Regions from separate parts of the Mus musculus genome. Here all the other regions are linked to region 4. A link is a contact called in public HiChIP or PLAC-seq, Micro-C and promoter capture Hi-C data. All regions are on one chromosome and are shown on one strand. Each heading gives the region's core, a stretch centred on a gene start, on an enhancer-like site or on the middle of the called end of the contact. The rest is flanking DNA. Distances are from core to core; before and after follow the strand shown. Region 1 holds the start of P4htm (prolyl 4-hydroxylase, transmembrane (endoplasmic reticulum)). Region 2 holds the start of Usp19 (ubiquitin specific peptidase 19). Region 3 holds the start of Impdh2 (inosine monophosphate dehydrogenase 2). Region 4 holds the start of Gnai2 (guanine nucleotide binding protein (G protein), alpha inhibiting 2). Region 5 holds the start of Rbm15b (RNA binding motif protein 15B). Region 6 holds the start of Rad54l2 (RAD54 like 2 (S. cerevisiae)). Region 7 holds the start of Ccdc71 (coiled-coil domain containing 71).

What was found. Promoter capture Hi-C pulls out the DNA fragments that hold promoters and counts their contacts. A called contact is a pair of places that touch in the nucleus more often than the background predicts. HiChIP or PLAC-seq counts read pairs in DNA pulled down with a chosen protein or histone mark.
Region 1: a contact with region 4 is called in an H3K27ac HiChIP or PLAC-seq map of bone marrow-derived dendritic cells, with 7 times the contacts expected there. The contact joins the promoter of P4htm here to the promoter of Gnai2 in region 4. A contact is called at or near these places in 2 of 115 datasets of contacts at active chromatin or transcription factors (bone marrow-derived dendritic cells and large pre-B cells).
Region 2: a contact with region 4 is called in an H3K27ac HiChIP or PLAC-seq map of bone marrow-derived dendritic cells, with 6 times the contacts expected there. The contact joins the promoter of Usp19 here to the promoter of Gnai2 in region 4. A contact is called at or near these places in 2 of 39 promoter capture datasets (fetal liver and liver), 1 of 484 Hi-C or Micro-C datasets (B cells), 4 of 115 datasets of contacts at active chromatin or transcription factors (bone marrow-derived dendritic cells, double positive thymocytes, large pre-B cells and 1 more) and 2 of 9 other capture datasets (adipose tissue and liver).
Region 3: a promoter capture Hi-C map of erythroid cells shows a contact between it and region 4, with 6 times the contacts expected there. The contact joins the promoter of Impdh2 here to the promoter of Gnai2 in region 4. A contact is called at or near these places in 4 of 39 promoter capture datasets (cranial neural crest, erythroid cells, liver and 1 more), 5 of 484 Hi-C or Micro-C datasets (B cells, CD4 T cells, CD8 T cells and 2 more), 6 of 115 datasets of contacts at active chromatin or transcription factors (bone marrow-derived dendritic cells, bone marrow-derived macrophages, embryonic forebrain and 2 more) and 2 of 9 other capture datasets (adipose tissue and liver).
Region 5: a Micro-C map of embryonic stem cells shows a contact between it and region 4, with 1.9 times the contacts expected there. The contact joins the promoter of Rbm15b here to the promoter of Gnai2 in region 4. A contact is called at or near these places in 3 of 39 promoter capture datasets (erythroid cells, hippocampal neurons and neural stem cells), 2 of 484 Hi-C or Micro-C datasets (CD4 T cells and embryonic stem cells) and 4 of 115 datasets of contacts at active chromatin or transcription factors (embryonic forebrain, embryonic stem cells and large pre-B cells).
Region 6: a promoter capture Hi-C map of pre-B cells shows a contact between it and region 4, with 4 times the contacts expected there. The contact joins the promoter of Rad54l2 here to the promoter of Gnai2 in region 4. A contact is called at or near these places in 2 of 39 promoter capture datasets (hippocampal neurons and pre-B cells).
Region 7: a contact with region 4 is called in an H3K27ac HiChIP or PLAC-seq map of bone marrow-derived dendritic cells, with 2.6 times the contacts expected there. The contact joins the promoter of Ccdc71 here to the promoter of Gnai2 in region 4. A contact is called at or near these places in 1 of 39 promoter capture datasets (liver), 1 of 484 Hi-C or Micro-C datasets (olfactory sensory neurons) and 2 of 115 datasets of contacts at active chromatin or transcription factors (bone marrow-derived dendritic cells and bone marrow-derived macrophages).

What each region holds. Positions count from the first base shown.
Region 1 is chr9:108,596,012-108,598,990 of GRCm38.p6, reverse strand. It overlaps P4htm (prolyl 4-hydroxylase, transmembrane (endoplasmic reticulum)), which reads left to right and starts at 1,379. Exons shown (of 9, transcript NM_028944.4): 1 at 1,379-1,783; 2 at 2,011-2,092. The coding sequence starts at 1,427.
Region 2 is chr9:108,488,727-108,492,048 of GRCm38.p6, reverse strand. It overlaps Usp19 (ubiquitin specific peptidase 19), which reads right to left and starts at 1,373. Exons shown (of 27, transcript NM_027804.4): 1 at 1,154-1,373. Lamb2 (laminin, beta 2) reads right to left here. Exons shown (of 33, transcript NM_008483.3): 28 at 3,175-3,322; 29 at 2,675-2,882; 30 at 2,455-2,596; 31 at 2,096-2,272; 32 at 1,844-2,003; 33 at 1,519-1,765. The coding sequence ends at 1,629.
Region 3 is chr9:108,559,081-108,562,429 of GRCm38.p6, reverse strand. Impdh2 (inosine monophosphate dehydrogenase 2) reads right to left here and starts at 1,994. Exons shown (of 14, transcript NM_011830.5): 1 at 1,799-1,994; 2 at 1,348-1,396; 3 at 732-833; 4 at 573-647; 5 at 50-256. The coding sequence starts at 1,896. Qrich1 (glutamine-rich 1) reads right to left here. Exons shown (of 10, transcript NM_175143.5): 10 at 2,263-3,184. The coding sequence ends at 2,992.
Region 4 is chr9:107,634,092-107,637,016 of GRCm38.p6, reverse strand. Gnai2 (guanine nucleotide binding protein (G protein), alpha inhibiting 2) reads left to right here and starts at 1,674. Exons shown (of 9, transcript NM_008138.5): 1 at 1,674-1,917. The coding sequence starts at 1,800.
Region 5 is chr9:106,885,197-106,888,423 of GRCm38.p6, reverse strand. It overlaps Rbm15b (RNA binding motif protein 15B), which reads left to right and starts at 1,349. Exons shown (of 1, transcript NM_175402.5): 1 at 1,349-3,227. The coding sequence starts at 1,457.
Region 6 is chr9:106,787,633-106,790,672 of GRCm38.p6, reverse strand. It overlaps Rad54l2 (RAD54 like 2 (S. cerevisiae)), which reads left to right and starts at 1,460. Exons shown (of 22, transcript NM_030730.2): 1 at 1,460-1,693.
Region 7 is chr9:108,458,852-108,462,160 of GRCm38.p6, reverse strand. It overlaps Ccdc71 (coiled-coil domain containing 71), which reads right to left and starts at 1,608. Exons shown (of 2, transcript NM_133744.5): 1 at 1,544-1,608. It overlaps Gm51295 (predicted gene, 51295), which reads right to left and starts at 3,067; the gene lies at 3,001-3,067. It also overlaps a transcript of Klhdc8b not described here.

The DNA of each region.
Region 1 (2,979 bases), core at 130-2,629, 960 kb before region 4:
CAAACAGCACCTGCTTCATTTTGAGGGACACTGGGTGGAGCCCAACCTGGGCACCCTGGGCAGCCTCTCACCAAAGTCTGACTTGCAGGATTCCCTCAGTGGTCCAGTCTGACTGCCGAAGGACCTTCAAGAATATCTTGAATATCTTGGTGCATACCTAGTAACTCCAGCATTTTAAAATATATATATTCAGACACTCCAGAAGAGGGTATCAGATCTCATTACTGATGGTTGTGAGCCACCATGTGGTTGCTGGGATTTGAACTCAGGACCTTCGGAAGAGCAATCAGTACTCTTAACCACTGAGCCATCTCTCCAGCCCTAACTTCAGCATCTGAGAGGTGGAGGCAGGAGAATAAATTTATCCTCTGCTCCTTTCAAGTTTGATGAGCAAGCCTGAACTATATGAGACCCTGTCTGGGTTGGTTTTTGTTTTGGGGTGTTTTTTTTGTTTTTTTGTTTTTGGTTTTTTTTTTGGTTTGGTTTGGTTTTTTGTTTGTGTGTATTGTTTAAAAACAATTTAATAATAAGCCGGGTGTAGTGGTGCATGCCTTTAATCCCAGCACTCGGGAGGCAAGAGGCAGGGGGATTTCTGAGTTTGAGGCCAGCCTGGTCTACAAAGTGAGTTCCAGGACAGCCAGGGCTACATAGGGAAACCTTGTCTCGAAAAAACAAAACAAAACAAAACAAACAAACAAACAAAAAACAACAAGAAAAAAATTTTAATAAAAGCAAAAACGGAAGCTGGAGAGAGGCTCTTTAGCTAAGATCCATCTTGGAGAACACACCGGTTCTAGTCCCAGCACCAACATAGAGACTTAAAAACGTCTGTAAGTCTCTCCAGCTCCAACGCCCCTTCTGTCCTCATATACAGACATGCATGGAGTGCACATACCCATAAACAAACCACCCCATAGACATAAAATGTTTTAGTTAAATAAATCGAACTCGTGGGAACTGCTCTATAATCTCATCATCCAGTGTGCAGTCATTGGCCTCAGCATCCCACTATGTCGTATGTCCCATTTCTATCACTCTCTGACTCCCTTCTCCCAAGAGTGAGAAAATGCCCACTACACTTTCTGGGGCCGGGGGGGGGGGGGGGGGGCGTCTTCTCCCGGGAACCAAGAAACTACTAGTTGCAATGGTGTCTGTCCTAACGGTGCTCCGCTGATGTGCCTCCATGTTTGTGGATGGCCTTCTGCACTGGAGTATATACAGCTCCATAAACGACCAGCCGGGTGTGAGCGAGGTCCCAGGATCTCAGTATGGACCGATGGGTGCGGCTCCGTGTAGGCACAGCATCCCGGAGCACCGTCTCCTAGTGACCGCCGGGCGCGCTGACTCTGCCGTCCGGGTCCCAGCGACTGCGCAACGCGAGCACCCCCGCGGCCCCTCCCCTGGGCGCGCGCGCGACCTGGGCGCCATGGCGGCAGCGGTGGCGACCGTGCAGCGGCCTGAGGCTGAGACAGTCGAGGAGGCCTCAAATCTTCAGTGGCCGCTACCACCGGAGCATCGCCCTTCCGGGGCAGCGACCAGACCAGGCGATAGTGAAGACGCCCCGGTGCGGCCACTGTGCAAGCCGCGGGGCATCTGTTCCCGTGCCTACTTCTTGGTGCTGATGGTGTTCGTGCACCTGTACTTGGGCAACGTGCTGGCCCTGCTGCTCTTCGTGCACTACAGCAACGGAGACGAGAGCACAGACCCCGGACCCCAGCGCCGCGAGCAGAGCCCCCAGCCAGTGCCAACCTTGGGTCCCCTCACCCGGCTGGAGGGCATCAAGGTAAGAACATCCCCTCCTCTCCCGCCCCGAGCGGAGCTTCAAGCACTGCCAAGCCGAGCCAGAAGGAACCGTGGCTCAGCTCTGGGCCACCACGGTGCCCCACGCATCACTGTGTGCGGGTCACGCGCGCGCCTACTTACTTTGCTACTGTCGCTCCCTGACACGGGACTTTTTCTTGAGCAGTGCGGCCTGGCACACCAGCTGCCTGCTGTGTATTTTTCCTTTAGGTGGGATATGAGCGGAAAGTCCAGGTGGTCGCGGGCAGGGATCACTTCATCCGAACCCTCAGCCTCAAGCCGCTGCTTTTTGGTAAGTCTGCAGGACACTTCTGGGAAGGGCCGGGGAGGCTGCAGTGTCCACCCCAAGGCTTCTTTTGACCGTGTGTTTACTATTTTGAACATGGCTGCTTCGTAGATGCGCTCTCTGAATCCAGTTTACTAAAATAGAGCTTCCTTTTCCGTAACCGGACAGAGAGGTTCGTTTTCCACACTTCCCTCAGCGGACCCTTCCATCATAGGCTGGGCAGCACGACCCTGAGACAAATGTTCCAACTGTTTATTGAAGTTATCTTTGGGCAGTCTGTGCTACGAATCTATCACCTTCCAGATCAGGGCAGGGTGAGAGACTGATAACCAGGTGCCAGCTGACCCGGGGGCCTCTGGGGAGATCACATTCCCAAAGCTAATCCTGTGGTCTGATGAGAATCAGGCCGTCCATATTGGAATGAACTGACAACCCTCAAAGCCAGCGGCCCCCCCCCCCCCAGAGGGGCACCATTCAAAGGCCCAACTTCTTGCTTCCAGTATTCAAGATTCTTAGGACTCCTGTCTTTCACCCTTCATGGGCAGAGCCTATTAGGGTGACCCATTTTAGCCACATCACACACAGCTCCTGTTTTCTGAGTTCTTAGTAGATGATAGGCTTCAAACACCTAACCATGGTGTTGTGGAGACCCCCCCAAGTCCTCCAAAGACTATCAATGTCAACATGGGGAGGGCACTATGTCCACAGACCTTGCCTGGGTTAAATTTCTGCAACCCTAGCTGGGCAGTGGTGGCACCTGCCTTTAATCCCAGCACTTCGGAGGCAGAGGCGAGTAGATCTCTGAGTTCATGGCCAGCCTGATCTACAGAGCAAGTTTCAGGACAGCCAAGACTACACAGAGAAAAACCTGTATCAAAACAACAATGACAGCA
Region 2 (3,322 bases), core at 124-2,623, 860 kb before region 4:
GAATAGTCAGAGCAGCAGAAGGGCAGACTCTGAAGCTGAAAACGGCCCCAGGTGCTGCCACTAACCAGAAAGGCTCTGGTACTAAAGCATCTAGTCTGCTTCCTGCCGGCTCCTATTTTTTGCCATAAACCAGCTCCTGAAACTTGATCTTTTGTTTCCACCTAAAGAAGGATCGATCTCTCTCTCCTCAGCCTTAAAGATTAGGAGTGGAGGCGGGTGGTGGTGGCGCACGCCTTTAATCCCAGCACTTGGGAGGCAGAGGCAGGCGGATTTTCTGAGTTCGAGGCCAGCCTGGTCTACAGAGTGAGTTCCAGGACAGCCAGGGCTACACAGAGAAACCCTGTCTCGAAAAAAAAAAAAATGAGGAGTGGACTCCAGTTTTAAGACACGGTGATAGGCTTAACAACGAAACAGACATCACCCCTGTCTCCAGGTTCCTTCCTTCATCATCAGCTCTGAGCCACGGAGGCCTGATCTGTTTCCCACCTGTGTGTGGATTCGGGCTCCCTCCATCCAAAGTGAAGTTCTCAAAACTAGTGAGGGTGGAGATGGAACGTAGACCTAGTACTAGCCCTGGCAGCCTCAAGCCCGGCTTGCGAGACGAAGGAGATTGAACTGTAGCCTGTGTTCCCTTAGGGGAGAGTGGGGTGATAAAAATACCCTTGGACGATAAGAGTGATGAGCGGAATCTTTAGTGACAGTCCGTCCAGGCCTCTGGGCAGAGCACCCGCCGTTTCCTCCTTACACCGAGGCCCGATTCACAGCCGGAATCCCTCCCCCATGCTCTGAAAGCCGTCGAAGCGGCAGAGAAACTATCCGGAGATCCCAGCTGGTTAGAGAAGCTGCGCAGAGTTACTGAACGCAGACCAACGCCCCGGCTAGGATGCTGCCCTCCTCCAGCCTCCGAATCCCAGGCCTGCCACCACCTCCTCCAGGAAGCCACCCTCGCTCGCCGCTAATCCTCTTAAAAACAGAGAGGCCGGCCACAGGGGTAGCATAACGGCTCGGTCGGCATCGGTAGGCCGAGCACGCCGCGAGGCTCGAGATGTCGGGGCTGGCACGGCCCGTGACCTTGAACAGGCCCGCCCCGGGCCAACCTTGCGGCCTTCCCCCGCTGCGGCCAAACCGGCGACTTGAGGCCCACACCACTCACCGAGCGAGACCGCCGCCACCAGCCCTCTTCGGGCCCTGGCAACACGCTCTCGATTCCGGTTCCGGCGTCGGGTCGGTTCCGGTTCCGGCGCGCCCCTCCCCCGTCCCGGCTCCTCCGCCACCGCCGCCTTCGCCGCTGCTTCAGCCGCTTGTTTTGTTTCGACTTCTAGCTACGGCTACGGGAGGCGGGGTGCCGAGCTGATGACGCACTTCCGGCAAGAGTGGGAGCTCTTGGTGAAGGGCAGCTTTGGGGAGGGCGGGAAAGGAAGAGGAGGGGTTCCGGTGCTCGGCCTCTGCTGGTAGCCTACAGCTGATGGCGTGTATAAAGGTCCTCCGCCCCTCCCATCAAAGGCCAGACAACACAGAGGAGGTTCACACAGGTTTATTGAAAGCTCTTGCTAGCCAGGAGCTCTTTAATGTGCGGACGATCGTGTGCAGAACAGTGCTTGGCGACAAGGCTAGGCCCTAGGGAGTGGTCACTGGCAGGTGTTGTAGATCTGGACCTGCAAGTTGATGGCCTGGAGCACACTGCGCATCCTGGCTTCCAGCCCATCCAGCTGGGCCGCTTTGCCCTCCAGTGCACGCTCGTTCTCCTCATATGTGCCCTCCAGCTCTAGAAGGGTCAAGAAATAGTTCAAGTCTTTTCTCACGCAAGCCCACCTTTCTAGCTCCCGCCCACCATGGTCCTCACCCTGTAGCCGCTGCAGCTTATCCTGAGCGGCCTGCAACAGGTCCCGAGCCTCATCCCGCAGTTGTTCTGCCCTGGCTTGTGCAGCCAGAACACCTTCAGCCTTCCGCTCTGCCAACGCCCTCACTGTTTGGTATTGGTCACCTACTTGTTCCCGTAGTTGCTGCAGATGTAAGAGGCAGGGTCGGTATACTAATTCAGTGGAATTCTAACTATAATACCCCTACCCCATCCAGAGGGCTTCGCCCAACCCACTTTCTCAGCCTCCCTGGCACGGCTCTGGGCACTGCCTGCTGTTTCTTCCGCTGTAGATGCTGCCAGGCTATTTCCTGCCCGTTTCAGTTTCAGGGCCTCCAGGAGGGCGTCTAATTGCCGAGCCCGCTCACCGGCAGAGTTCAGAGACTTCTCTGCACCTGCCATCCTCTCCTGGACCTGCCACAGAAAGGCCCAGGTTTAACAAATCCACCTTTAGTACCAGCAACTGAGAAGGAGAAGCAAGTTGATCTCTGTAACTTCCAGGCTGCCCAGGGCTACACAGTAAGACCTCCCTGTCCCAGACAAAGCAAGCCAGATCCTTAGTACATGCCCATCACCTCGTCCTAAGGAAGTCATACCCGCTGCAGGGTCTGCTCTGTGTTTTGTGTGTCAACCACTGCTCCCCAGATGGCACCCTGAGCAGCTCCTTGTGCCCTCTGAGCCTCCTCCAGTGCCGCTTGGACTGTCTCTGCCTTCTGTCTCTCACCCTCGGCCCGGCTCCTGAGGAAGAGGGGAGATCAGGGTCTACAGGTATCAGGACCAGGTTTCAGGAATGGGGACCAGGCTTGGGGGTCAGACCGTGCCCGGTGCGCATCTTGCAGTAGCTGTTCAGCCCGACGCACGTCGCCCATGGTATGGGCCAGGATTGTGTCCACGTCGGCCAGGCTTCGGACGCGTTCTGCAATCTCACTGGCTAGGCGCTGGATCTGCTCGGGTGAGGCCGGGATGGAGATGTCTAGCACCCGAGTCGCTACCATTTCAATACTGTCAGGATCGGCTCCCTCCTCTATGGAGACACAGGCAAGGGCTTAACAGTCTCTCCTGCATGACCTTGGGAACACAATCTTGGTATTCTGGGGTCTCAGACTGCACATGCAATAGGAGTTTGCTAACAGGCATAAGGATGTAACCAAGGAACAGGGACTATATAAGGGACACAGACTTAGGGACATTGACTGGACAGGGACTCAGGGCCAGACATAGGGTTATAAACACATGTCCATTGCAGACACCGAGACTCAAGTACACACAGACACAAGGGAAGCAAGCACATGGCCTGGGCCACATGGGAGGCTCACGGCTGAGGAAGTCTTTCACATTCTGGATAAGTTCTCGAAGCTCCTGATTGGCCTGTTCCACCTGGCCCCTGGAAGCATTAGCCTTGTCCAGGGCTGCCTGTGCTCGCTGCTGTGCCTCTTCTGCCTGCCGACGAGTCTCAGACACCCG
Region 3 (3,349 bases), core at 745-3,244, 930 kb before region 4:
CTCCAGTCTGGGCTTAGACCTTAGTTTCTCCTCAGCCAGTGGCACCCACCTCTTCCAAGAACCGGTCATGCTCTTCCTCCTTGAGGAAATCAATGTCCCTTGAGGAGATGATGCCCACCAATCGACTCCCCATCCGGCCTGTATCTGTGATGGGGATACCACAGAAGCCATGCCTGGCTTTGGCCTCAAAAACATCGCGTACACGATCCTTGGGGCTAAGGACCACGGGGTCAGTGATGAATCCCTGTTCGTATTTCTGGAAGGAATGGTGAGAAGGTCACTGTATCTTTGATATCACTGTCATCAGGCCCCTGTTCTAAAGGATGAGGTCCATGCCTAAGTGTCCTGTATAGCAGAGCCACGGAAACAAATGAAATGAAATGCTCAAACATGGACATAGGGGGTCTGGAAGCACCGTGCGTGCTCTAGCTAAGAAATGGGGTCTTGGGTCTTCCTCCTCAGTAGCTGAAGCTCACAGCAGGAGAAAGGACGCTTAGCAAAACAAACCCTCCACTTCCACCCCACGCCTCTAATTCCCAGCAACTCTTGGCCATGATGCTTGGCCTTCTAACCTTCACTTTCCGAACTTCATTGGCCTGGAATTCAGGTGTGCAGTTGTGGTGGATGAAACCAATACCTCCTGTAAGCTACAAGACGAACACACAAGTAAGTGATAAAACAGAAACACAATCTTTGGCTATAAGATGGCACCCATGGCGCTCAAGCCTTACCGCCATCGCGATGGCCATTCCAGCCTCTGTGACAGTGTCCATGGGTGAGGAAACCAATGGGGTCTTTAGTGTAATCTTCTTAGTTAGAGCAGACGTCAAGTCCTGAGGAGAAAAAGGACCAGCAAAGGAAAATACAGCTTATTCCTCAGGGTCCATCCCAGGAGCCCTGGGTGAGCTGCCATGTTCACCACAAAGCCTAGCCTGGTGCAGTAAGCTCACAGTAACGAACAGCAGCATCTTACCCCTCCTAGATATTTACCAATCCAGTTCCTAGAGTGGGTACAGGGGCACATGCCTACTGTAATAACAGTACCCACTCAGAAACAAGACTGAGCGTTGACACTAATAATTAGGGTCAACAAAACCACTTCTGGAACAGCCAAAGTAATGTAGGCAGGCTGTCTCAAAAACAAAATAGAGCCAGGCAGAAGTAGCGCACGCCTTTAATCCCAGCACTTGGGAGGCAGAGGCAGGCGGATTTCTGAGTTCAAGGCCAGCCTGGTCTACAGAGTGAGTTCCAGGACAGCCAGGGCTATACAGAGAAACCCTGTCTCAGAAAAAAAAAAAAAAAAAAAAGGAACCCCCCAAACCAAAAATCCAGTGCCTTATTACTCACCACCTGATCTGCAGTGAAGTCGATATACCCAGGAAGAATGAGAAAATCACTGTAGGAGGGAAATAAGCAGGTCTCTCAGGCTTGTGACACCAAGAAACTTCAACTCCATATATCATCCCATAAAACTCTTGAGCAGGGAGTTGTACCAGCAAGTGTGACACAGGCAAAATGTCACTGGGTGGATGCCACCGAGGTGTCATTAGTGCACGCTAACATATTCCACATATCCAGAGAACTGTGTCTCACGACTCAAGTATTAAATACTATTGAAATCACCCTCTAAACCCCTGCCCCTGCTTCACATATGTCGAAGTTAGTCTTCGGCGATAAGGAATTCCCGGATTCTGTTCCCCATCCGCTCCCACCAGTTTCAATGAAGCCCTCCCTCATCCGGCCTTCTCGCCAGCGTGCGGCCCCTCGCCTCGCCCCGATGGGTGCCCTAGACCCGCACTTGTAGGTGAGGCCGTCCCCGCAGTTGAAGAGCTGCTGCGCTGTGAGCCCGTCGTCCGGCACGTAAGAGGTGCCTCCGCTAATCAGGTAGTCCGCCATGACCACGGAGGAAGACAGACGCGTGGCTCCGAGAACCGCGCCGCTCCGAGGACCGCGCCGCAGAGGCCTCTGCCGTCCGGACCGCGCCAATATAAACTAGATTATTCCGTCACACGTTGCGTGCGTCGATGACGCCAGGCGTAGGGCGTGCGTACTGAGGGCCACGCCCCGTATAGAGGCGGAGCTGGCAGAGCTGGGTAACCACGTGCTTATCGAGCTCACAGGCCCAAGGCCAAAGGCCTGTTTCCTGTCCCACCCCTCCCCGCATCCCACCACAGCAGGATCCAGGCCCATTCAATTAAGTTTTGTTTCCACTCCCCCGCCCCCGCAGAGCTCCTCCCCCAAATAAAGACACGTTCTCCAGTAGCTTGTTGAAAAGACGTGCTTGTCATTCTTAATAAACAACTAGAATAAGAATACATAAGAGAAAGAGTGGTATCTTTATATGATACACAAGTGTATGTTACAAGAATTCCATCAGGCACAGGAGCCTCATTTTTAAGGCCTCAATGTTAGGCCAAAAAAAAAAAAAAGCGCATGGTAAAGTTTTTACTTTAACTTTTATGTCACTTGTCATAAAGAAGGGTGTAATAGAAATTGTCTGGATAAAAATCATAATTGAAGTTCCCCTTATTCTTCTTCCATCAAGATGTTAAGTTTATGTCTGAGCATTACAAAAAAAAAAAACAAAAAACAAAAAACAAATGTGGCTCTGAGTGGTCAGTAAAGTTTGCCGATTCCGAGTGACAGGCTGATGCATCAGCAGCTCCATCTTCCCTGAGGAAGGGAAGGGTCTGTATCTCTCCATACAGTCCAAGTTCCTTTCCCCACGCCCCAGACAAAAGAAAAAAAGAGAAAAGAAAAAGCCAACCACTTCCTAGGACACCAGGTTCTCAGAAAACCCAGATCCCTATGAACCAGGGGTCTGCCCATTTTATGAAGATGCAAAGAGGGCAATATCGTCTTTTACATTTTGAACAGAAGTAGCCTGAAAAGCATCATAACTACAAATTAAAAAAAAATGTGGAGGCCTCTCCTTTAGTGTGAAAGTCTGTCTGGTTTTTCCTGGATCTTTTTTCCTATAGCTGAGGCACCTCAGTGCATGGTGGTTGCATTGGCCACGGCAATGGCTTCTTGGATTTCTCGTATAACCAGGATCCGGGTCAGCATCTGTCCCATCTGTTCTCTGCTGATAGGCTGGACTGAGTACCAGATTGGGCTGTTGGGAGCTACAACTGGCTCAGGTGTCAGGTAAAAGGTGTCATTTCGGCCTTTCACACTCTGAGGGCTGAAGAAGAATTTCAGTAAGTAATAGCATAATTCTAACCCTTCCTGTTTGAGCCTCCCAAACAATTTCAGGTTGAACTACTTAAATCTATCTATATCCCATTGGCAGCAGATAAGCATCTAGAAGACCTAGCTCCAGCTGTTTACCCACATTGTTTTTAACTCA
Region 4 (2,925 bases), core at 425-2,924:
ATAGATAGATAGATAGAGAACAGCACTGTCCACAGGTAGCAGTATGTGTTCTTATCCTATTTCTTGCATGCCTAGGGCAGGGCCCGCTTAGGCTTCAGGTAGGTTCCCCGAGGGAACCACTGGATGATTACAGGCTAATGACACCTCCACAGGGAAGACATTCTGATGATTGAGACACACGGACACTCCAGAGCAAGCCAGCAAGTTGGAGGGTAGAAGCTGGAACACGCGCTTTGTCCAGGTAGTGCTGTTCTCACAGGAGGCTGTGTCCAACTCTTTTTTTTTTAAACATTTATTTATTATTATATGTAAGTACACTGTAGCTGTCTTCAGACACCCCAGAAGAGGGTCTCAGATCTCATTATAGATGGTTGTGAGCCACCATGTGGTTGCTGGGATTTGAACTCGGGACCTGCGGAAGAGCAGTCAATGCTCTTAACCGCTGAGCCATCCCTCCCGCCCCCCATTTATTTATTATTACATGTAAGTACACTGTAGCTGTCTTCAGACACACCAGAAGAAGGTGTCAGATCTCATTAAGGATGGTTGTGAGCCACCATGTGGGTACTGGGATTTGAACTCAGGATCTCCAGAAGAGCAGTCGGCACTCTTAACCGCTGAGTCATCTCTCCAGCCCTGTGACCAACTCTTAATGGCAGTGTCCTTCTCTGGCTTTAGTCTGGGGCCACTCAGAACACCTTGCACACTTCAATCGTCCAATCAAAGTTGGTGGGTCATAGGCCCCTCTTAAAAAGCAGATCACAAAGATTGGAAATAGCTCCACTTCCACCTTTGCACAGCCACAGGATCACAGCCACTACCCAGAAGAGACATGGAACTGAAGAAGCCTCTAGAAGCTGACAGAGGATGGAAGGAACAGATTATAGGATCATGGCAACGTTTGTTTCCTTAAGTCCAATGACAACTCTCTCTTGTCTATCTCTCCTAGAGTCCAGTCTCATTGGTCTCTGGTTGAAGCCCCGGATTGCTGCCTGCAGGAGAAAGGTTCCCAACCTATCAGGCAAAAGGACGACGTTTAGATGACAGAAGATAGTCCACTCAAAGGTGTAAAGGCGGCAGTGAACTCTTTTTGTTTTTAATGTGGTGCAACCTACACAGAAGAGGAGGGGGCGCTGCTTTAAAGAAAATCGAGGTCCAGAAAGAGATCATGTGACCCTCCGCAGAGTTTAGTAGATCTCCAAATAAGTTTATAGGCTCAGTTTTAGCAAGTGAAGAAGACACACCTCCTCCATCTTACTCTCATAATTCACAAATGCTCAGAGTCCTGGTTTCTATTTGGCCTGTGGCGAGGGCAGGTAGTCCTGACCCTTGGGCTACTAGATCAACTAGTCCTACAGTCCAGAAACAGAGCCTCAGGCTCTCAGCATCCAATCGGAGACTAGCTCCTCCTGCAGCCCGCCCAGAGGCCTAAGCCTGTGTTAGCTCTACCCTTGGTGTCTTCCCTCGTTGCGGCCCCGCTCTCAGCTTGCGCCTAAGGCTGGACTGAGCCTAACTTCTCCCTTGGCTCCGCCCTCCAACCAATCACCATCCCTAAATTTCCTTCGGCCCCTCCTCCAGACCCGCCCCGGCCCAGTCGCGGGCTTGGTTCGCCCGGGCCCCACCCCTGGCCCGCCCCGCCGTCGGTGCGCGGCGGCCGGGAAGGCGCCTCCCGCAGTCGCTCGGAACTGCGGACCTGAGAGCTTCCCGCAGAGGGCCGGCGGTGGGAGCGGAGTGGGTCGGGCGGGGCCGAGCCGGGCCGTGGGCCGTGTGGGGGCCAGGCCGGGCCGGCGGACGGCAGGATGGGCTGCACCGTGAGCGCCGAGGACAAGGCGGCAGCCGAGCGCTCTAAAATGATCGACAAGAACCTGCGGGAGGACGGCGAGAAGGCGGCGCGGGAGGTGAAGTTGCTTCTGTTAGGTGAGGCAGCGCCCCGTTCTGGGACCCTTGACTCTCTACGCTAATCCCCAGACAAGGACCTGAAACTGCTCAGCCTGGCCTTGCACCCTACACCTGCGCTTGAAACCAGTAGGAGCCACCCTTTTAAGATCCGAAACTCTGGATTGGTCTAGATTTATAATCCTAGTCCAGACTTCATTCAGACCCTCAACTCATCCCAGATCCCACACACCAAACCTTGTATGACTATCTCCCCCCCCCCTTGTTATCCAGTCTCAAGAGAACTCAGACCCTGCCGTGTATTTCCGCACTTTCTCAGGCTTTTCTTAAACCCTCAGCACCCTGCCGGCTCCCACCTTCAAGCCCCACCTGTTCTATTTCTCTTGGCACGAGCATTCCTTGGGACCCTGGTCAAGCCTCGACCCACTCCCTCTTTTCCTTACTCTGGGATCTGTATTCTCCCTCTTTGCACTCTGACCCTTCAAGAACCTCTTTAAGAGGGAAACTGACTACTCTCAAGTTCTCTGTAGCAGGATTCCCCGCAGGGCCTCTGTTCCAGGTCACCAGATCTCTCTTTCTCTCTGTGTGTGTGTGTCTCTCTCTCTCTCTCTGTCTCTCTCCCTCCCTCTCTCTGCAGGTATCAACCCCCAAATCATCTGCCCCTCTTTTAAGGCTTTTCTCACACTCTGCCGTTCCCTTGCTTCTGCGCCCTCCTGCCCCAGGTGGGCCTTGTTGATAGGAGGAGGGGCACCAGGGGCTGGGGTGGGCCTAGGCTGAGCTGGGCAGACCCTTTGCAAGAGGTTGGTCTGACTCTGAGAGTCACACTGGGAAACAGGGGCCAGGCCTCTAGCATTTGCGGGAAGTTCCATTCCCTGGGATCCAAGGCTTGTCTGGGCCAGGGCCAGGGGAGTCTGGGCAATAGGAGGGAACATGGAGGAGTTAGGGTTGTTGTCACTTCCAAGGCCAAGGAAGATGGTGGCTGCTGGGATGGGGGGGAAGTGGAAGTAGTGAACCAACCGACATATTGCT
Region 5 (3,227 bases), core at 100-2,599, 750 kb after region 4:
TTTACCCCGCCTGGTACTTAAACTATTCATTCATCGGGGTTCCAGTCTAGCATCAGAACAAGGACCCTTGCTTACCTATATTTTTGGCAAAGTTGGCAGGAATCGGTTTACAAAGAAGCAGTGTGAGCTGGTTGTAGTGGAAGGCCTGAGGGAGTTGTGTGCACTGTGGTTTTCAGTTGCTCCCTTTGCTGGCACTTGTGAACTGTGCCTCAGTGGGGAAACTTTGCTCCTGCTGCCTCCAGAGATAATGAGAAAGGAGCAACTGCTAAGAAGTTATGTTTTCCAAAAGGCTCGTCTTAGCTATCTTCTTGTGTGGTCCCCAAATTCACTTTGCATTCGCAGGGCCTTACATGAAGCCCTCTGCTGTTTCTTCCAAGTTCCTCCTGCACTTTCTCCTCCTGCTGGTTGCTTTCTGCTTATGGGAGGAGGGAAGAGCTGGGTGCGTTCTTCGACATCCTACAGATGCATCAATGATCCAGCAACCGTCTGTGGAGAGCATAAGCCCTAGGGGCCTTTGAGTACTCTTGCCGGTACTTCACCTCATCTCCTGGATGTGGTCAGAACACTGGCCAGCAGTCTGTCAACTTGGCAAGAAGTGATAATGGCATTACCTGCTCTTTACCCTTGGCTCAGCAGCCCCACCTTCCCAGCCTCCTGTCCGCCCAGACACCTACAGCAGAAATTTGGACCCAGTGGCACCAAGATGCCTGTCTGTAGGTTGCAAACGCATTCTAGTTTCTGTACCTGGACCCCGGGGAGGTCTCACCTGTGTCTATCAGGACAGTGCCTGAAGAATTCGAATGCATAAGATGCCTGGATGTGGGTCCTAGGCAGGGTGTAGGCATCCTTGTGTGTCTATTTTCAAGGGGGCCAACTCTGGTCCTAATCAGAAAACTCCATGGAAGGAAATAGAGTTTCTTCAATCTAGTGGCAGGTTGGAGTGGGACGCGCAACACTTGGCTTCGGGCCAAGCGGCCACACCTGCTCCGGTGGGCGTGGCCCCGAGGCGGAAAAAGATAGGCGGACCCGGAGTAGCAAGCAAGCCCTGGAGCACAAAGCGAAAGCGCAGCCGCGGCCTGCCGAGCTCGAGAGGGAATCTGCGCGCGACCCAGGAGCCGGGTGCCTGGGCTCCGGCAGCCACGCGGCGGCGCCAAAGCTCGCAAGACAGGCCGCTTCCTCTGGTTGCCAAGATGTCACGTGGTGCGGGGCCACGGAGCTCCGTGATAGGCAGCGAGCGAAACTCTCGGCCCGCCCACCGCGGTCACGTGTCGCGGCCGGCGCAGCTTGATAACGCAGCGCCGGGCCCCTCGGCGCCGCTCCCGCCCCGCCCCGCCGCCGCCGCCGCGCCGAGTCCTTTTGTCCAAGATGGCGGCGCCGGGGGCGCTGCCTCCTGGGCCGCCGCCGCCGCCGCTCTGAGGGACCCGCGGGCCGCCCGCCCGCCCGCCGAACCGGCGCGATGAAGCGGCAGAGCGAGCGAGACTCCAGCCCGAGCGGGCGTGGCTCGTCATCGTCCGCCAAGCGGCCGCGGGAGCGCGAACGAGAGGCAGAGGCGGGCGGGCGGCGGGCAGCGCACAAGGCCTCCGGCGGTACCAAGCACCCGGTCCCGGCGCGGGCTCGCGACAAGCCCCGCGGCAGCGGCGGAGGCGGCGGGCATCGCGACGGGCGCGCTGCCGGGGATGCGAATCACCGGGCGAGCGGCGGGCGCTCCTCGGGCGCGCCCGGAGGCGGGGGACGCACCGGCAAGGCCTCCGGGGACCCGGGTGCTGGCGGCGCGTCGCCCCGCGCATCTCCACTCCCGCCGCCCCCGCCGCCCCCCGGGGCGGAACCCGCGGGTCCGGGCTCCACCGCGGCTCCGGAGTACAAGACGCTCCTCATCAGCAGCCTGAGCCCCGCGCTGCCGGCCGAGCACTTGGAGGACCGGCTCTTCCACCAGTTCAAGCGGTTCGGGGAGATCAGCCTGCGCCTGTCACACACCCCGGAGCTGGGCCGCGTGGCCTACGTGAACTTCCGGCACCCACAGGACGCGCGGGAGGCTCGCCAGCACGCCTTGGCCCGGCAGCTGCTGCTCTACGATCGCCCGCTCAAGGTGGAGCCGGTGTACCTGCGCGGCGGCGGGAGCAGCCGGCGCAGTAGCAGCAGCAGCGCCGCCGCCTCCACGCCGCCCCCCGGGCCTCCCGCGCCCGCCGACCCCCTGGGCTATCTGCCCCTGCACGGTGGCTACCAGTACAAGCAGCGCTCGCTGTCTCCGGTAGCCGCCCCGCCCCTGCGGGAGCCCCGCGCGCGGCACGCCGCCGCAGCCTTCGCCCTGGATGCTGCTGCCGCGGCGGCCGTGGGACTGTCTCGAGAGCGAGCCCTGGACTATTACGGGCTGTACGACGACCGCGGCCGCCCGTACGGCTACCAGGCCGTGTGCGAGGAGGACCTGATGCCGGAGGATGATCAGAGAGCCACTCGAAACCTCTTCATCGGCAACCTGGACCACAGTGTTTCTGAGGTGGAGCTTCGACGGGCCTTCGAGAAGTACGGCATCATCGAGGAGGTGGTCATCAAGAGGCCTGCCCGCGGCCAGGGTGGTGCCTATGCCTTCCTCAAGTTTCAGAATCTGGACATGGCACACAGGGCGAAGGTGGCTATGTCTGGCCGGGTGATTGGCAGAAACCCCATAAAGATAGGCTACGGCAAGGCTAACCCCACCACCCGCCTCTGGGTGGGTGGTCTCGGACCTAACACCTCGCTGGCGGCCCTGGCCAGGGAATTCGATCGCTTCGGGAGCATTCGGACCATCGATCACGTCAAAGGAGACAGCTTTGCCTACATCCAGTACGAGAGCCTGGACGCAGCCCAGGCTGCCTGTGCTAAAATGAGGGGCTTCCCCTTGGGTGGTCCAGATCGCAGGCTCCGGGTGGATTTTGCCAAAGCCGAGGAGACTCGCTATCCCCAGCAGTACCAGCCCTCACCTCTCCCTGTGCACTATGAGCTGCTCACTGACGGATATACCCGGCATCGGAACTTGGATGCTGACCTTAGGGTGCGGGATAGGACCCCTCCACACCTTCTGTATTCAGACCGAGACCGGACCTTTTTGGAAGGGGACTGGACCAGCCTCAGTAAAAGTTCAGACCGCAGAAACAGCCTGGAGGGCTATAGCCGCTCAGTTCGCAGCCGGAGTGGTGAGCGCTGGGGGGGTGATGGGGACCGGAGCATAGCCAAGCCCTGGGAAGAGAGAC
Region 6 (3,040 bases), core at 211-2,710, 850 kb after region 4:
ACAAAGAAAACTTTCAAAAATAGATCCACTTGACTATTAGCAAGGAAGACCAGCTCTTTTGGGGGGGGGGAGTTGGTTTTTTGAGACAGGGTTTCTCTATGTAGCCCTGGCTGTCCTGGAACTCACTCTGTAGACCAGGCTGGCCTCAAACTCAGAAATCCACCTGCCTCTGCCTCCCAAGTGCTGGGATTAAAGGCGTGCGCCACCACTGCCCAGCTCTTTTAAGTTTATTTGAATGAAGAGCCATCAATAGCCATCTATATGTTTCAGAACAGTGGCTTCCTGAGAGGAAAGAATAGAAGAAACTTCTATCACGGGGAGGGAGGGGGGAACGGGACGGCGGTGGGGGAGGGCGGGGAGCCATTGTTGGCTCCTGTTACTCCAAGCTCAGTTATGAAAGAGAAATAAGTTCTTCATATAAGCTCACTTATGTGAAGAGAGATAATAAGTAAGGCTCCTTTAGAGTCTCTGGTCTCATTTTTGTCCCTCTGGTCATTTATAGGGCTATTATCTGTACATATTTAAACTTTTGTAATTTGAGAGATGGTTCTAATAACTGGACTGGTGCCACATGCCTTTAATTCAAGAACTTGAGAGGTAGAGGCAGGTGGATTTCTGAGAAACCCTGTCTCGAAAAACCAAAACAACAACAACAAAAACCAATAATGAACCTAACAAACAAAAAAAACTTAAAAAAAAAAAAAACCAGACCCACATACCCAATATTTTCATCTTTCGCTCATATTCACTTTGGCGGTGGTGGGGGTTGCGGGTGGAGAGCCAAGGTAATGTAGTGGAAAGAGACAACAATACAGCTCATAAGAAAGTGGAGCATAACAATCTCCAACTTCAGGGAGAAACCTACGTTTGAGTGCGATCCCCCCTCCGCAGTACTCCCCCCTCCCAACTCGGCCGTCGCCTCTGCTAGTTTTCTGGAGACAGCTGCAGTCAACAGGAACCACGGACAGGTAGGGAGGAAGGGAGGAAGACCGAGAATTACAATGGCATGCATCAATTCAAGGAAGAACAACTTTTGTTGGAAGCTACAGCTGTAGTAGCATTGACTTTTGACAGCACCCTCAACGAATTTACACCTCATATCCGCACTATCTCGTTCCCGGTATGTTTTGACGTAATACCAAATTGAGAAGTGTAGGAGCTCAGGCTCATTTGTACTGATAAGTGTGTGTTTTTGGTAGTTAGTAAAATCCATTCAGTTGGCTCTACCAGTTCCAGGCAGGTTCTAGCATGGGATTGTTTTTGTTTTCGATTTTGTTTTATTTCTTATTTTATTTTTTTAGTCTCACTTATTCATGAAAAGGTCCTCTGTAGTAAATACACCTTACTCACCCAAGAATCGCCGTTTAGTGTCTTTCCCTGGGAAAGAACAACAGGACTCACAGCGGAACTTTGCTGCGGGTGGCTTGTGTTCCCGCCCGGGTGGCCGGGTGAGAGGGCCGGGAGGGGGAAGCTTTCTGGCGCGGACCGCGAGCGGAGGCTGAGAGCGCCGCCGCCGGAGAAGACCGACCCTCGGCCAGAGCCAGCCTGCGGCGCCCGGGCCTGGCTGGCTGCTTCCCGCCTCAGCCGCTTCTCCGGCTCCCGCCGCCGCAGACACTGTCCAAGAGGGTGCGGCAGAACGCGAGGTCCTACGGCCCAGCCCGGTCCGGTGCGGCCCGGATCCGTGGCACGGGAGGTGAGAGCCCCTGCGGTCCCCTTACTCCCTGCCGGGGCCGCTGGGACCCGCAACAATGGGGACGCGGCCAGAGTCCCCGGCGTGCAGCAGCCTGGGGTAGCAAGCTACTCCTGGCGGCTTGGGCCTTGGGGGGAGCTGCGTCCGACCTGGGAAACTCCAGTGACTGTAGGCTTGGAGGGGGTCTTGGCATCCACCCGGGACTTCAGTGGCTTGATATTTTGGGATTTCGTTGTCAAGGAAGGCAGTCGTAATTACCGAGACTGAACTACAGTGGCTATGCGCTCCTGATGTTATATTATAACACCGGCAAACCGTGCCGTGGTTTGAGGGAGAGGGATTGTGGTTCGAATTTTAGGGACCCCTGTGGCTTGGTCCCTAGTGGACATAGGTGTGGGTCTCTGAACTCCCTCGGGCCGTCTGAGAATTTGTTAGGCTGAGTCGGGTTTGGGGAGAAGAGGCATGGAGAGTTTAGCTTCTCTGAGGTAATTGGTGAGTAGTTCCTGGAAAGGCACGAGCTTAGTTGGGCACAAAAGAGTTGAGCTAGGAGCTAGATGGATCCTTCACGGCTAAGATGTATCCGAGTTAAGAGTGGTTCTCAGGTAGGAAACTTGTCACAGGAGTAGTGTTAGCTGCATTGGGTTAGGAAAAGGCCGATGCGAGCTGGGGAGGGAGGGAGAAGATGGCCGGCAGCTTCTGGGGTCGAAGAATTGGCTTTATGTGGGTCATGGTGGCTGTCTGGGAGTAGAACAAGAGCACTTTGCAGAGTGGGCTTCCTGCTAGAGAATGACCTCTTACTGCGGGGGAGTGTGTGACTCAGATCTGTTAGATTACTGCTCTTGCTGGCGGATGTGGCTGACTGTTGATGCCTGGACTTTGAAGCTGGAATGGGTATTTGGGGGGGCTTAATGAATTTGTTCTAGAGGAGAGGACAGTGTGGACCTTTCCTTCTTACTCCAAAGTCAGTGTGGTGGCTGTCGCCGGCAGTCATTTAAGTAACAAATTTCTTAATGGTATTTGACTTTAAAGCTTTTCTCTGTTCATTTTTTCCCCCTTTGCCCTCTTTTTTGAATTGTGACTCATATTTTGTTTTTAGCACTGTGGCTATTGTTTGTAATGATCCACAAACCTAGACCCCATAGTATGTTGTAATTCTTGGAGCTTTCAGTACAATTCTTCTAAGCCCAAACTAATGTAAAAGGCTTCACTAACTTTTTTTTTTTTGGTATATTTTAATATATGTAACTATAGAGGAGGATGTGAAAAAAAATCTTTATAATTTCTGCTGCTCAAAGCTCTTTAGACCCCTAAATTCATGAAGTTTCATTATCTCTTACTGCCATGAAGTGA
Region 7 (3,309 bases), core at 359-2,858, 830 kb before region 4:
TTAAAGGTTCTTAGAAGCAGATGGTGCTCTCCAAGCCAGCTTCTAATAGGTTAGGGAAGGACTCCTGGAAGCAGTAACATCTACCTATCTGTCTGCGTGCCAACCAAAAAAGGAGCAGGTACAAATGGAGCAAAAAGGGTAGCAACTCCTGCAGAGGCTATCAAGTAAAGAAGAGTACGGACCATATGGATGAAGGCCAGGCTGTAGCTGAGGAAGACAGACTAAGGCCTTTGAACATAGGCCCAAAGACCCAGACTTACACCACCTGATGTCCACCCCACCACTGTTCATCCAACTGCCAACGTTCCAGTGCAGGGGGTGGCTCATCTCCTTACCAGAGTCTATAGACAGGATACTCAGTGACCTGATTCCTAGCTCTAGTCTTGGAGTTCAAACCCAATATAAGACACAGACCCGCCCAAAAAAAAAAGACAGTTGCAAACATCTCTAAGGCAAGCAAGAGACCAGGCAACGAGACCAAGGAGTTCAAGGTTTGACGACAAAGGACAGGGAAAGATTCCAACTAGGAAGGTAGGCCAAGCCGTAGCGCTTAAAAGGCAACAGACCTTAGATGTTAGTGGTCCCAACAGATGCAGCTGTCTGGGACCACTCAAATCGTCCTATGCTTCCTTAAGGAAGCCATGGCTGTCACTCAGAAGTTACACCCAGCACTCCAACGCAGCATCTGAGGGCTTCCCGAGTCAAAAGGTAAATTCCCCAGCTGCACCGGAGCGTTAAAAGATCAGCTGGGATGAGACAGGTCCCTGGAGTCTAGGAGCCCGTCTGTGCCGCCGCTCTGCACAGCTCTAATGAAGCAGACACACAGTCCTCAGACTCCCCGGAGAAAGTGCCCTGGGGCTCTTTGTTTGGAAACATTCTTGGATCCTCAGGTGTCTGAGGCACTTCCCCTCCCCAGAGGATGCTCTTCAAGTACAATCCAAGTTAATGCTTTCATTTATTTATTTATTTATTTATTTATGTTTTGAATGGGTGGGCTATGAACTGTAGGACAGAGGGGGACGACCTACCTCCCACCCCAAACCTCCGGCGCTCATATTACGGGGCGGGGACCAAGGGGCTCTTTGCCTAGGTCATTCTGAGCCCATGGGAGGGAGGGTGCTTCTTGGCTCTCAAGAAGCTTTGTAAACAGAGGCTGCAGCCAGGCTGACTTTTGCCTTCACACATTCCTTTGGGGCCAGCACAGGAAGTTGACAGAAGACTGGGGGCGGGCATACTAATCGGGCGGACTGGGATCAGGGGCAGATCGGGGCCCTCAGGCGGGGAGACCGAGGCCCCGGGGCCTGAACGGCGACGGGGAGTCGGGGTTACGGCGGCGGCGAAATGTGTAAGGTGGGCAGTGGTCGCCCGACAGGATCCTCAGAACCCCCAGGGTGGGGTCCTGGGTAGGGGTGGGGTGTCTCGGCCAAGCCCTGGGAAAATGAGGATCCCGGAAGGGCCGGCCACCCAGTCCCTTCGCCCTGCCGCCCTGTGGCCTCATGGGCAGCCACTCCGCACCACCGCTAGGCCCGCGGCTCCAACCTACCGGCGCCGCCGCGGGGACCCAGGACGCACCTCTGCGCCGCCTCCGCCGCTCCAACATGGCCGCCTGCTGCGCGCCGGAAGTACACCGTGCTTCCGCTTCCGGGATCTAGCCCGCCTGGTGACCCTTGACCCCTAGAACTCTCCCCTCCCCCCCCAAGTCTGGGGGCGGAGCAGGTTGAGTACTTCGGAGGGCTGCCTGGAGGGGGTGGCCTCGGAGGTGACAAGTCCAAACCTATCTGATCCAGTATGGGAGCCTGTGCACATAGAAGGCAAAAGTCACAGGATCCCAGTCAGGATTGGACTAAGGACCACTTTTCTAAAATGTCCTGGTAATATAGGAGTCAAAGTGACTCCTGGCAAGCTCTATGCTATTCTACACCCCAGGACCTTACTCTTTCTCTGGCACCTGATCAGAAGAGAGTGTGCCTGACAGGGATTATCTCAGGAAAGTCCCCTTGTTTCACCACACAAGTACTTCCTGAAAGAGTAGCAGGCGCTCCTCTCCTGAGAATGGGCTTAACCCTGGCACACTGCATGAAAAGCTGGTATATACATGTAGGCACAAGTAATACACAGCAGCCTGGGGCTGTAGATGGCCAGTCTGTAAGTCACAGTACATCAATGTGGGCCTGAATATACTTGCTCAGGTATGTATACACAGTGGAGTGCCAAGATCTGGCTCAGCCAAAGCACCTCGAATGGCACAAAGTAACACTTTTCAGTCGTTACAGTGCCCAGAATCCGTTGGCTCTGTTGGCAAAGAGATTGCAAACTCAGTCCTACCTATGTCCTGTAGACAACACAAGATGGTTAGTTACAGAGCCCTCTCCTCAGCAGTATTTGAGGACACAGGTTAAAACTAACTCTAGGAATCTGAGACCTCAGATGAACAGTCAGCATATTTTCCAAACCTTGTCCTTTTTGGAGACAGTGTATCCCTACATAGCCCTGGATTCCTGGGATCAAAGGTGGCATGTGCTGCCATGCCTGGCTTCACAGCTTTAAGGAAAGGACCCCCTTGTCAGATGCTTCCTAGTCCAGTTTAGGAGGCATCAGGAAAGCTTTGGTTTCATGGATGAGGGAGTGAAGGCATCTGGACCTGTCTAAGAGTTTGGGGTAGGTAGACAAGGGTGTTTGAAGTGCTTCATGTGGGAGCTGGATACTAGCCTTCTTCCTCTTTTGTACGACTGAAAGATCCTTAGCTGTTCTGTGTTTCCCAGCCTATGTAGAGGGATCTGTCATCTTTAAAGATAAGTATCAACCACCCATCAATACCCAAGGCCTCACTTGATGCCTGTTTACTTCTCAGAGCTTTGGCACCGACAGGAGACTCCTGACAGTTTCTGGGTAGCCAAGTACCCAAGAGGAACCACAAAATCTGCGGGCAGTCTGGGGTCAGTACCTCCAGTCATTTCTCTTGGTAGAGAAAAAGGGCCTTATGGACCTACACCAGGATGAGCCATAACTATGCAAACAGAAGCCACTTCTGCCAAGAGGCAGAGCTTGGTGCCTTCCAGGCATAGTAGCAGGCCAGATGTGCTCTAGCAGGCCAAATGTGCCCTAGAAGGAGATTCCTCTCTTGCATTATCAAACCCAGAGGTCAGAGCAAAATGGAGGACAAGAAGGCTGGGTCCATTCTCTCTCTGTTCCTTCTCTCTATGGCTACTGAGGGAACGGTGAAAGTGAGGGAACCTAGCTATCAAAGGGGGATACACCTTGGTGTTACAACTGATGTGGGACTCTCATCAGAGCACAGCTGTCACTTGA